2 separate regions of the Mus musculus genome follow, and region 2 is linked to region 1. The links are chromatin contacts, called in public Hi-C maps. All regions are on one chromosome and are shown on one strand. The core of a region is the stretch at or near the end of the contact, and the rest is flanking DNA. Distances in the headings are between cores, read along the strand shown.

Region 1 (6,939 bases), core at 1,909-4,408:
CTTTGATTTCATCACTAAAAGCCAGAGACTTGCTGGGGCACTGTTACCTGAGAAGAAAATATAATAATAAATAAGTAATGAATAAGAATTCATCACACAAGCTCTTTCAGACCATTGACATGATGATGTCTATAATCTGAGTCACAGAAAACCCAATGGAGTGAGCACAAAAAAAGACCTTTATCACGTGCTTTGAAATGATTGATTTGTATGTAAAGTATAGTCTGTTGATGTAAAAACAAACAAACAAACAAGCAGATAGATCAGCTAGAACGTATTGATAATGATTGAAACTAGATAATGAGACAGTCATGTCTGAGATATATTCAAAAGTTAGATACTATGCACCCCAGCATTCAGGTGATAGAAGTCACAGGGAGCTACAGTGTTTGCAGTTAGCTTAGGATTTTGTGAGATTTCATCTGGGGTGGGTAAGGGAAGGAGGGAAATAGTTTTGCTAAGAACTAAATATATTATCAGAGAGAAAGGAAATAAAAATGTTATAGATTTTATGAATTGAGTAGGCCTATCTAGAATTAAGTACTTTAGTAAATAAGAGTATCTGTGTAGTCTCTGTAAAAATATAGAAACTGAAATATTAATACTTAAATTACTGAATTTTTTCATACTAATGAAGCTTTGTCATTTGTGTAAGTCTCTAAAGCTATAGAAACATGACCAAATATTGTCTTGTAATTTTAGTTTTATGAGACCAAAGTATGTATGAATATGTATAAATATGGATATGAATATGTATAACCATACATACATATATATCCATGTGTCTATATGTCTCCATATAGAGAGAAATGTGTATGTATGTATGTATGTATGTAGTATGTTTACACACACATACACACACACACACTACACATGGCCAAAAGATTTTTCTGCTCACAAGATTAAGAAGAGACAACTGAAAGAACTGATTATCTCTCTTCATTAACCTTGATATAAACAACACCAAGATGATGCCATATATTAAAATGTTTTGGTGATTGCAAAGTTCAAACTCCATAGGAAAATATGTCTAATGCATGAAATGAAAACACTAGAAAAGTAGAAACATATATAACCTATGAGTCTTTTTGGAAAAAAAATTTTTTTTTCTTCTCAGGTCACAGTGCCTCCAGCAAGTCTCTGGCTTTTAGTGATGGAATCAAAGCATGAGTCACTCTCCCTCTGAAGGTGAATGCAGTGTTAAACTCAAGATTTCATCTGTGATTTTATAAGTAATATATATTCACACACACCATCAGGACTGGCAGTCATGCACAGATGGTTAGAGGTGGTTTTACTAGAATTGAAGAAAGGATTCATAGCTATGAGCTAGAAAAGATGAGTTTTACATCTGATGCACATATAATGGGCTTATCTTAGATTCATACTATAACTTTATTTTAAATACCATGGACCAGGTATATAAAAGAAGACCTGGACATGGTTGGCCTTTATTTTTCTTTTTTCAAACCTCTCCCCGTGTTTACAGATTTTTTTTTTCCTTTAAAGATCTCCTTTAGGTCAGCGCTATTTTGGATTTGTGAATTTCTTAGGAGGTCAGACTCCTGATATTACAACTAATTCAGACAAAGAGGGAACTATAAATTTATCTTCCTTGAAATATAATCCTGCTCTGAAAGAAGGAAACCACTAGACATCCAAAAAGGTAGTTCTTTAATGTCCTCTGCAGGAAGAAATAAAATGATACTGAACTTGGTAAGGTTTGGAGACAGCACAGCAAGAGATCTGTGAAGAAAAAAAATTAAAACAAATAAAACAATAAAGCCTTGTTACATTTTCCATATAAAACCTAGGCCTGAAGGTGCAGGCCTGTAAAACCCAAACTGCTTAAGACACAGTAAGATTGAAAGGTCAAGGTCAGCCTGGGCAAACTAGCAAGATTCTATCTTGAGATTTTATTTTCTTTTAAAGTTCAAAAAATCTGAAGTGGTTAAATATTTGCCTAGCATGGGTGGAGCCAGGCATTCAATCACCTGCACTGAAATTCTAATTAAATTTCCACATATAGCTATCTGCTATAGAACAGAAGAGATTATTAACTGGGTTATACACATATTAATTATGTTTCTGAAAGATCAAGAAGCACTGGAAAGAACCATGAAATGCAGAAAACACCTTCCAAAAGAGAAAGCTGGCAGTCATCATTTAAGAAATGAGAAAAAAATTAGATAACTTATATTATAATGTTGAATAAGCTTTTAGAAAATATGTCACATGACATCAATGTGTTTTTAATACATCAGAAATAAGAATGTGCATAGACTGTAAATCTACTGTTTACAAATTAATGAAAACAATAGAAAAAATTTTAATTTCCCTGTATTTGGAGGTGCCAGGAGAGTATAATAAAGAAGTAATTTCAGTATTTTATAATACAAAACTGACAGCAACATGGCCGTAACATTTCAGCAAAAGTAAATTGTCTCCAGATGCACAAATACTCTCTATGATTATAATGGAATTGAATTAGAAAGTAGCAAAATTGCCTCCACTTACGTAAACACTACAATAATCTAGACACAATGTCACTAACTTAAAAGTACACAGAGTTGGGCACTGGAATCAAGAACATGCACATATGTATGGACCACTAACCTGCGGCAGACAGTCCCAAAGGCAAGCTGATGGGAAATTATTTTCTTCCAATGATACTAGAAGCTGATATCCACATACCAAAACATCACCATCAGTTTAATCCTCATTTCTAATAACTGATACCCAAAAATTAACTCTAGTTTTTCAAAGATCTAAATGTGAGGCCTAAGGTTACAAACGGTCTAAACCAAAATACAAAAGAAAATCTTTCTGATTTCAGGCAGTTTATTAAGCATATTACCAGAAGCTGCTCAACCCATAAAATGAAAAGAAAAAAGTGTGACTTCATCAACATGTGGAACACTTAGATTTTATTTTTGAAATCTGAATTAGAAGAGAAAACCGCAAACCAAGGACTGGTAGAATCTATTGGTAAACCACATATCTCATAAAACAATTGCATCCAGAACTCAGCAATAAAAACTGAGCTTCCTTAAAAGGAATAGGGAAAGAGCCCTTTCAGCAAAATGCAGAAGGGATGACAGATAAGCACATGAAAAGTTGCTCAACACCATCAGTCATTAGGGAAATAAAATCAAAACCAGAAGGAGATAACAACACATTGGAATGGTGCACGTCGTAGAAAGGAAGTAGGCAAAATGGGATGCTATATGCGGCCAGTGGGGATCTAAAGTAGGACAAACACTTGCAACTTAGTTTTAAACTTAAAAAAATAGTAGAGCTTAGCCCCTGTCTTAGTCATTGTTCTATTGCTGACCAAGGCAACTCCTTTTTTTTTTAATTTTTAAAAATTTTTTATTAGGTATTTTCCTCGTTTACATTTCCAATGCTATCCCAAAAGTCCCCCATACCCACCCCCCCACTCCCCTACCCACCCCCTCCTCCTTTTTGGCCCTGGCATTCCCCTGTACTGGAGCATATAAAGTTTGCAAGTCCAATGGGCCTCTCCTCTTAAAGGAAAGCATTTAACAGGGACTAGCTTACAATTTAAGAGGCTTGGTTCATTTTCATCATGGCAAGGAACATGGTATCACACATGGCATTGGGAAAGTTATTAAGAGCTATATCCTGATCTGCAGGCTGAAAGAGGGAAGGAGGGAGGGAGGGAGGGAGGGAGGGAGGGAGGGAGGGAGGGAGGGAGGGAGGGAGGGAGGGAGGGACAGACAGAAACACACACAGACAGACAGCGCCAGTCACGAGTTTTTGTAGCCTTAAAGCCTGCCCCTACCAAAGAGTTCTACTCCCAGCTAGTAAGCATTCAAATATGAGCCTGTGGAAGCCATAGTTTTTCAAACCACCACAGCAAGTTTAGACATCACTACTCTTGCCTTTAAAAGGAAAATTTAGCCAATCTGATTTTCTTGGATCAATCCACAAGTCGCATGTTTTCCTATCATCTTGGAATCTAAATGTCAGTTGATGACTAGTGTCAAAATGGGGGCCTGTTTAATGCAAAGAGCATTAAAGCCACCCAAAGAGCAGAAATGATGGATAAGTTGTATGTGGTAGATATATAGATACAAATGATTTAGTCTCTATACTTCTGGTTATTTCCCCAAAGACATAAAACTGCATGTTCTATAAAACAATGGTCAGAAATGCCGCCAAAGTAGAAAGAAGTATTCATTATCAGGTAGTAAGTGAATAGGTAACAAAGAGGTATTTATATAAAGAGAGGAATCTATATTTTGTGATGCTTATATTGATTGTAAACTTGACAGAATCTAGAATCATTAATTGTATGTACTTCTGAAATGTTACCTTTTTTAGATTAATTAAGATGGGAATACCCACTGTGGGTGATACCATTCCATAGGCTGCGGTCCAAAGCTGATTAAAAGGAAGAAATTATGCTGAGCCCATTCAGCAGGTTCTCTTTCCTGAGTTAGGATGCAACATGACCAGCTGCTTTTAAAGTTCCTGCTGCCTTTACTTCCCTACTCTAATGGACTGTAGCTTGTAACTGTGAGATAAAATAAACACTTTCTTCTTAAGTTACTTTTTTCAGAGCATTTGATCATAACAGGATGCACGCACACACACACCCTCATGAGAGTGTGGTGGTGGTGGTGTGTGTGTGTGTGTAGCTTTACCATATACCAACAGTATAGACAATGGCCAAATGACAGTGTGTTTGAATCTTAAAGCAGTTTAGTGATTGAATGTAGCCCCACAGAAAAGGGATGCCACCTGATTTCATTTACATTTAATGTTAATAAACATTGGAGCAATCCGAGGTTGCCTGAGGACGAAATATATTGCTGTGGGAGGGAGGGACTATAAAGGGACTTCAGGAAGCCTTTGAGGATGATGGATATCCTCATTGTCACAGCTGTTCTAGATTCATTCACACACATATGTCAAATTACATGCTTTGAATAGACACCGCTTATTTTTATTTATTAAGCTTCCATGAGACTTTGAAAATTATTAGAATATGCATTAGATAGTGATTTACCTATGATGAATTTAATGTTGAAATTTAAGTATATAATAATGGATAATGCCACATCATGGTAAAGAAATGTTTTAAATAGATTGTGCTCACTCAGATCTCCTTGGAAAATTTTATCCCTTTAAAGAGTACATCTCTGTTTTTTAATACTCATTAATTAATTTATTTGTTATATTTTGTATAAAATCATATTGTGATTTATGTCTGAAGTGGACTTGATGTTTAAACAATATATAAATGATATGTTAACTATATTTTACAAAAGTATGATTACAATTTTTAAATTAAGATAAGTATTATAATACCTTAACTATATATCAGAAATTACCTTTAACTAGTTCCATAAATATGCTCCAATGAACAGAAATTCATGTATCAAGAGTATCTAGTTGTAAAATACCTTAAAATAAAGGTGTAGTTATACATGTGAGTGTATGAATATATAGTATGTCATTATAAAGTTTGGATTTGTTAAAAATGTTTTTCATGTAGATTTAAGCATTGGCTTTAAGAGAGAAATTTTAAGGGTTGTTGAAAACACCCAAAAATACATGCAAACTTCTCAAGAAAATGAGTCATTCTGCTTCAATTATATTTTTACTCTAATAGAACTACTCAAGACTTAATTTCAAGCCTTCATGCAAAAGCTAGGAAAACTTAAGAACTTTGTGATAGAAAGACAAATCAAATATGAAAGCCATTTAAACTTTCTCCTAATGCAACAATGGCTCAGTCTTAGGTGGAAAATTGAATGAATTTGCTGAGGAGAAATATTTTGCACTAACCAGTTAGCTCATTGTTCTTACATTTGAAACCAGTCTCCGTAGATAAAATGAAGAGGAATGTGCTCATCTCATCCTGTTGCCGAGTACTATTTTGGAGTATTTTTGTGCCAAAATAAAGAGGGACTTACCAAACATTTTACAGGAAGAAACAAAAAAAAAAAAAGATTATTTGTACAAAACTTCACAGTCCCTGCAAGCTGAATAATGAAACAAAAGAGAAGGAATAAATAAACAGAAACTCAGATTCTAATTTTGAGATTCCAAATCTATTTCATCTGGTGAGAATGTCCAAGGATCAAGAAGTTCCTGTCCCACAGACAGCGATGGAACAGTTTCCTGTACAACAGGAATACAGTTGCTACAGGCAGTGGAACCAGTTACACCTTCTAGAAAAATAAAACTTCCGTTCTGGTAAAATCCATACCTTGTAAGTCCTTAAAGTGCCTTGTAGGCCACTTTGCTTTTGGCAATATATATTGAGAGTCAAAAGTAACTGCAGACCTAATTCAGAACAACTGTGATGGAATCTTCCTGATCCTGGAAGAGATGGAAGCCTTGGGTGAATGCAGAGGTGCCAACATGGAAATGGGGGCATTCTTGGGTCAAAATTAACACTAACACCACTAGGAAGTTGTGTTTCGAGGGGTTAGAAGATAAAACCTCTAACCTGCAAATATCCCCTTTTGTGGTAAAGAGGAAGGATGTGTAGAGAACAATAAGATAAACCACCACGTTTGTAAATATGCCTAAGCAAGAGGGAAGGAAAGCTTAAGGAAGGAGACACAGCCTCTAAGAGCTACGAAATACAATGGAAAGAATGGACTTCACCTGCTCGGCGGTGCAGAGGATGAGGACGCTCTGTATAATAATGGTTGCTGTGAAAACAGTACAACAAAAGCTACTGTTCTATACCTTCCAGCAATAATCTGGAAAGGGGATTGTGATAGCTTCTGACTCCCCCTTTATCTTTTCTGTGAAAACGGCAGCTCACTGGGAGAATCTCCAACTCACATCAAGGGCTTAGTTTCACCTTAGCCCAAAATCAAAGCCACGAGGTGAATCTTGTGATCATACCTTTTCTCATAAGTAAGAAAATCCAAATGGAAAGAGGCTGCTCAAGGA
Region 2 (6,939 bases), core at 1,894-4,393, 220 kb after region 1:
GATCTCATTGCTAGAGCAGGATGCTCAGGCGTTCATTCATAAGTTGGCATGGGTTATTTGGTAATAATTCTTTTCCACTTTCTTTCATTTCCTTGTCCTTATTTAGTTTACTAAATATCTGGCAAATATCATAGTGGACGAGATTTTTATGTATCCATGCATGCATTCATGTATGTGTGTATATGTATGCACAACTAGAACATTACAAAGTTTTAGTAATCACACGATAAGAATGCCATTTATGTATTCTATTTCAGTATCTGTTCACTGAGGTTCAGTGTGCCAAACATTCTACACTCGACTCAGCCAGTGTTTAGTTACTCAGATGCTTACTGTTCACATCCTTCAGAGTTAGAAACTTACTCTCGAATTTGAGAGCAGTACCTGAAACCTCATGGTGAGCGAACGCTGCGCTCGCACTCGTGGACTACAGTAAGTCAGGCAGCAAGCACGCATGAGGAACGAACGTTGCTTATCCTTCGTCCTCAGATTCCTAAAGATGCCTAAGAAATAAAATGTAACATCCAGATGACACTTACTCAGTTTGTCAGTGTAGACAAAAAAGAAAAGAAAACAAGAAAAAAAGAAAAGACCGAGTCATTTATATTGTCATCTTAAAACTGTACGTACTGCCTGTTGCTGGTAAAGCAAGTTCTTTCTTAAAGCAATAGCATAAAATAAATTAAATAACCGAGAGCGCTAAGAAAGAAAAGCTTACATATAAACTGATGCCAGGAGTTCGGACGTTGTAAAAATTGATTTTTTTAGACCAAATTGTGAATATCAATTTAAAATGTGTCCTTAAATGGTAGCAGAATTCTGACAAGTTCAAGTGTGGGATATTTACCATAAGTCATTGTATTTTAGGGAATTCCATATGACGACTTCATGCTAGTAAACCATTAACCGCCGGCCCTTCTTCCCTGTGTTCCAGGAGCAGTATGAACTGTATTGTGAAATGGGCTCCACTTTTCAGCTCTGCAAGATCTGTGCAGAGAATGACAAAGATGTCAAGATTGAGCCTTGCGGGCATCTGATGTGCACTTCGTGCCTTACCGCGTGGCAGGTACTGCCTTGTTGTCTGTCCCGTTCACACTTCCCCTCTCAGCCTTCCACATCTTACTGACTCAGGAAGTAATACTCAGAACTGTTTTATCTAAAATAGTAACTTACATTAAAAAAAAAACTTACTATGTTGAATGCGTAAAATTGATAGCTTTGCTGCGTTTTATATTGTGTTTCTTACATGCGTGTAACTTAAGTTCCTGTTGATTATAAGTGGTTCTGCATCCGTCTTGCCGTTAGTGTCATGATGACGCCAAGAGAGAGTATTTACCAGGTGAGCGCTTCCAGTCAGCTCACGTCGTGCTCCTGGGAAGATTCTGAAGTTCGGTGGACCACAGCAGATACAGCTTACGCTGCTGCCGTCCATCACATTTCTCTTCTCCTGAGCCATGGGTCATGTCTCACACGTGTTTATGGTTGCTTTCATGAAACCAAAACAGGGGAATCAGAGAAACATGACTTTGAAGCAGTTTGTACCCAAACAGGCAATTTCCAGTTTTGAAAAACGTAATCAAAGACTATCTTCCTTCCTGCCCGTGGGTAGTCAGTCACTAAATACAAAATGAGTCAGTGGTTTAGAATAAGGCCGTGGAAAAGCTGTTTTCCCACCGATGACTTTTTGTTGTGGTTTAACTGTTGCAACAGTTGGGGATTTAAAATGGTTATTTTTGACACAATTCCAGTTTTAGCTAACTATTTTGATCACGCCATCTTGCAATTTGCTCTTTAACGGAGCCCTGTTAAAACTAGGAGTATGTTGCTGTAATTTGGCAATCAAAACACTTAATTTTTAAACCTCAGCCCTCTCATTCTTTGGCCATCATTTTCTAACCCTGAATTCCGATGTAAGGGGAAATAGAGCAGTAGGGGAGCGAGGAGTATGAAAAGAGCTGTGTCAAAGGTCATGGTACCTGTGCAACTTGTGGATTGGTGAAAAGATGTAATAACTATCACAATTTCAATCCCTATGTGAAGAGAGCTTAAAAGGTGGTGTTGAGGAGACAGTGAAGTCTAGCTGATGGGATACTTCTAGCTGATTCACACACTTCTCTGTGCACTCACAGGCATCGTTATCACCCCAGTCAACCTGCTCAGCATCTCCATGGCTGTCCTCTCCGACATGCTTTTAGTATATATGTTTCCTTAAGTTTTTTTTTTTTTTTTTTTTTTTTTTTTTTTTTTTTTTTTGCAATCTATTCATTTTGAAGATGAATCTGCACCTTAGAGGTAGGAAGAAAGGGACTCGGTGTGACATCAGGAAGAGTTGTTCTCAGCCAATGGGTACCCACCTTGCTAGGTCTGTTAACAGCCATCATTCTGTAAACTTAGCAAGGGGTTTCTTGAAACTGACTTGCGATAAATTTTGATTTGCTGCCAAAAGTCAGATTCTTCTGCACCTTAGGACATTTCAGATGAAACTGTACAAAGTGCGGTTGACCTTTCACCTCCTCTGACTGCCTGTGTAGGGGTATTTAGGTCTGCTTCACCTGACACGCATGCAGGATGCCAGGATGAGTGCTGAACTGAGAAGAAGTCAAGTTGTATCGCTTTGGTCTAGTAATGCCGTTCTTAGGCATTCCTGAGAGGGGAAGAAAGCTTCTTTTTTTGCTTTTGTTTATTTGTTTGTTTGTTTTTATTGTTTTTTTTAAAGGAATGCATAAATTTAGGATAGTGCACACCCGGGGGCCTCAAATCTGCAATACGGCCATGTTATGCATTCTGGGAATTGACATGTTTGATCTAGTGCTGTGCTTACTATTGGGAAGGTAGATGGTTTAACATGGTGCTATTTGCTTGACTGGGATGAAAGCTATTGTTTAATACACTCTGCATATGTAGCTTACCTTGTAGCCTAAGGTGGGTCTTTTAACTGTATGCTTGAGTGTAAAACAAGAAAAAGTGTGGTAATTCTGTATACTCTTTGAAGGACTGCTTATCATCTTTTTTCAGCTTTCTGTAAAGCTTTGTTTCAGTCTGCTGCATAAAAGGGCATGGCATTCATTCCAGCTTCTTCCTCCTGTGTTGTTGATGCTCTGCCCCTTACGTTACCACAGCTTTGCCTATAGTTCCTCTTTCTAGCTGATAATCAGTTCCCGGATGCCTTGCATACATTTTCATAGTAATGTTAGAGACCTTACATGTAGATATGTCCAGTAGTGTTCATAAATTATTAGCCCTTACTGTTTCCCCTTTTAATACTTAACTCCCTCTCAGTTTCACTGTTTGAAATTGGGGAAGTGCGTGCACGATCAAGCACTGGAAACAGGAGGAAATCAGTAGACGTTATTTGAAAAAGTGCTAGTAAATTAATAACTTATTAAGTAAAATTTTAAAAAGTAACTATTTCAAATGTGTTCATGAAATTGAAATATGTCTCCCGTTAAATTACACTTACACCACTAGTGAGTACTGTTATCTTAAACAGATGGTCAGCTTTTGCATATAGACAAAGAAAAAATGGCAAAATTTTGATATCTCCTCACAAAAATAGTATTTTAATAAATGTTCTGGTTCAGTCTGTACAATTCCATAAGCTTCTTCCTGGTTACATTGTAAACATGTCTATGTATACCCATTTGCAGTCTAGAGTATGGATTTCTGATACAGGGATCGCTTTGCATATTCATGTCCGTGCATGTAGGCGGTTACCCAATGCTGATTTTCAGGTCAGATGCTATGAAGGAAAGTGGAGGGGGTGGGGGGGGGGCATGAGATTCTTCTAACTGGACAGTGCTGTAATCATCGATGGAAAACCTCATGGAGTGCTTGTTTTAGACTGTTAGTTCTTCATGAGAAGGCATTACCTTTCAGAGACCTTGGCGTCCTCTCTCCCTGACAATGTGCCTGAAAACTTGTAGCCACAGGTACATGTGTTCTGTGCTGTAGACATTGTACCCTGTTATTTACCTCTGCTGCTCGCTTAACCTCTGGCACAGATGGCCACAAGACCTGGCTTCTACTTACTGTGTTCTCTCAAGGAATATTTGCAGTGACGTCTGATGCACATTTTCCTCATTTTTAAGTAACTTGTCATTTGGACATGGCTTGAAATTCCTAAAGTGGCAGTCTGGAATCACTGCATCTCAGTGGGGTATCACTAGTGAAAACTCGATAATCAGTAAAGGTGTCTACTACGGGGTAAGGGGCATTCCTACATCCACATACAGGTATCACTCAATATGCCCTGCTGACTAGGTTATCAGTGTTCAAAGCCTTCCAGTTAGTGCATGAGCAGCAATATTGTGTGATCTTTTAGACATGTTATTAAAAAAGTTTCCTTTATTAAGAGCAAGTGTTACAAATTTAATTCAATTAAAACATAGTGAAAAAACGTTCAGTAACAAGCCCCTGTTGGGAGTGTCAGTTTGAGGCTCACTGGATTTAACTGATGGTGTGTGCCTGAGCAGAGCACATCTATAGAACATTTCTTTCCTTCTGTAATATATTGTCAAACCTTGAATCTAAACTTACAGATTTACTGGAAGATTTCTGAGTTTCGGAGCTCTGGGCTGAAAGAAAGGCAGGTTGTAACAGATGTCTCTGTGTTTTTACTTTGCCCGTGTTCCAAAATGATACAGTACAGGGTCTTTTTTTTTTTTTTTCCTTTTTTCTTTAAAGCTGTTAGTTTTACTTCACGGGATTTTCCACTGTTACAGCCTTATAAAAAGTTAAGCTTTTAAGGTCAATCATGCACAGCACAAATCTATCGTTGAACAACACCCTTTGATAGGAACAAACCTGGGCACGTCAACATTTGCTTCCCGAGAAGTCAAGCCTGTTGCTTTGACTTTTATTTTAAGGAGGATCTCTTGAGCAGCTCGTGTCTCTATAGCAATCTCTGAGCAGAAAGGAAGTTCAGACGTAGTTTCTACTTTAAACTCACTGCTAGAAGTTTTATAGATGGGATTACTACCAGTAATTACCTGAAACGAGTATCTGCTTCTCCTGCAGCTTTAATTAGGGACATGAAACCGTTTCCTCTACCTTTACAGTTCTTTGGTTAGGTGTGCTGATATGAAAATGCTTTTAGGGAAATGCATGCCTCCCAAGGAGTTAGGATGTATCTGTCAGCATCCAACAGGGAACACTGAACCTGGACTACAAATTATAATGTGTTCAAGAAAGTGCATTTTTAGCAAGTTGTTCTTCACTAAAATTGTCTTTCATTTGATGCCCTGTTTTAGTTTAACTCCAATTCATTGGGGACTTAAATTTGATGTAATTAACAGCAAACCTAACAAAGGCACAGTAGTGGTTGCTGTTACAGTCTGTCAGTGGGTGCTCCTTAATTGCTGTCATAATGGCCTATTAGTCATGCCTCCAAAGAGGTGTCAGATTTTTTTTTTCATTTTCTGAAACATCTGTGTTATTTAATAAATTGAATAACCACGGAAGAGTTTGCCCAGAATACCAAGTAAGTTAAATAATATGCTTTGTGGAGCATTTGAAGCTGAGTTTCTCTGGGTGCGGCTTCTCTGTTTCACTCTTGATCAGTAAAGCTCGCGGGCACCCCTCTCACTTTCACCTGTCACTAAGAGGCAGAGAAAACATCTCCATGCAGAGTCCCGAGAGCATCTTCTTCCTGTGTACACAGTCTGTAAAGCACTGCAGTAACCCAGCAGCGGCACTGCACACAGGGTAAGGTAAGGAGCTGCGTCTCTCTTGACAAAACAGAGGCAAACAAGCAGTTCTGCTAAACCACGTCTGCGCTTCCAGATGACGCAGGCAGCAAACTTTGAATGTCTCACATAAAAAAGGCCATCACTGTCAATGCCACGCAGCTATACTTTGAATTCTGCCAACAACCCTAGTTTTATGAAATGGAAACTTAACTTCTGTGGCTTTTCCCCTAGACTTTTCTTCAGACACGTTTGCAGGAAAGACTTTTCTGTGTCCAAAGTGTTGTAAGAAAACAGTGAGTGCATTCAAATATGAGTGTGGCGTTAATGCCGTACGATCAAATAGAGCACTGTGGAGAGGCAAAAATCTAGCTCACTGCGTATGTCTCAGTGAGAAACAGATATGATTCTGGCTTATTTTAAAAGCAACATTCGCATGTCTAACCTTCTAGAAACTTTTTAACGAAAACTAAAACAATATTTGCTTTTAAGACCGTTTCAAACGTACATTTCTCTCTTTGCCTTCTACTGTCTCTTTTCTGGGTTAGTGTGATAGAACAGACTGGAGCGTCTCTTTCTCAGAGGGGGACTGAAGGAGTTGGGAGTCTTGGTGAGCTAGTGCAATGGAGCAGGCGTGAGGAGTACCCAGGCCTGAGAGGAGGGCGGGTTGACGGTGAGGTGTAAATCAGAGAAGCCTTTGAAGAGGCTGGCCTCTCCCTACACCTTGCTGAGGCACCGACCCTCTTATTTGTGCCCAGTCTAGCAGGCCTCAGATTCCTGGCCAGTCTCCTGTCTCCACCTCCCATTTTGTCCACAGGAGTGGTGGGATTGCAGACAGGTGCCACTTATCTGCATCCAACTGTCTGTTCCAGTCTGCGGGCTTGAAGGAAAGGGCCTGTACCTGTGGAACCACCTCACCCACTGCAGCAAAAATAAACTCCCGGAGAACAAGTCTAAGTTAGCCTAAGTCTGCTAACTAACTCAGTAGACGGATTCTCACAGCACCACAGTGTATTTGAGAACTGAAATGGACAATTTGGGAACAGTATTAGTTGACACCAACACTCTACTGTGGGCTGTTCTTTTTGAAGACTTATTTTTATTTGATGTGTATGAATGTTGTGCCTGTGTGTTGTCTGTGTGTCACAGCTGTATCTGTGGAAACCAGAGAATGGCATTGGGTCCCATAGAACTAGAGTTACAGGTAATGTGAACCACCATGTGGGTGCTAAGAACTGAACCCTGGTTTTCTGCA

Evidence for each region. Hi-C and Micro-C count contacts between places; a contact is called where the count stands out from the background.
Region 2: a Hi-C map of bone marrow-derived macrophages shows a contact between it and region 1, with 2.9 times the contacts expected there. The contact joins two enhancer-like sites. A contact is called at or near these places in 1 of 484 Hi-C or Micro-C datasets (bone marrow-derived macrophages), 1 of 115 datasets of contacts at active chromatin or transcription factors (fibro-adipogenic progenitors) and 1 of 9 other capture datasets (liver).

What each region holds. Positions count from the first base shown.
Region 1 is chr16:51,918,118-51,925,056 of GRCm38.p6, forward strand. No RefSeq gene overlaps it. Among named protein-coding and RNA genes, the nearest start is that of Gm29686, 66 kb to the right of the region's middle. Within about 2 kb of position 3,159, at least 9 of the 459 cell types and tissues checked have an H3K27ac peak or open chromatin away from gene starts, as enhancers often do. A contact at or near this core is called in bone marrow-derived macrophages, where this site is marked.
Region 2 is chr16:52,141,833-52,148,771 of GRCm38.p6, forward strand. It overlaps Cblb (Casitas B-lineage lymphoma b), which reads left to right. Exons shown (of 18, transcript NM_001033238.1): 9 at 935-1,066. Among named protein-coding and RNA genes, the nearest start is that of Gm23513, 40 kb to the left of the region's middle. Within about 2 kb of position 3,144, at least 64 of the 459 cell types and tissues checked have an H3K27ac peak or open chromatin away from gene starts, as enhancers often do. A contact at or near this core is called in bone marrow-derived macrophages, where this site is marked.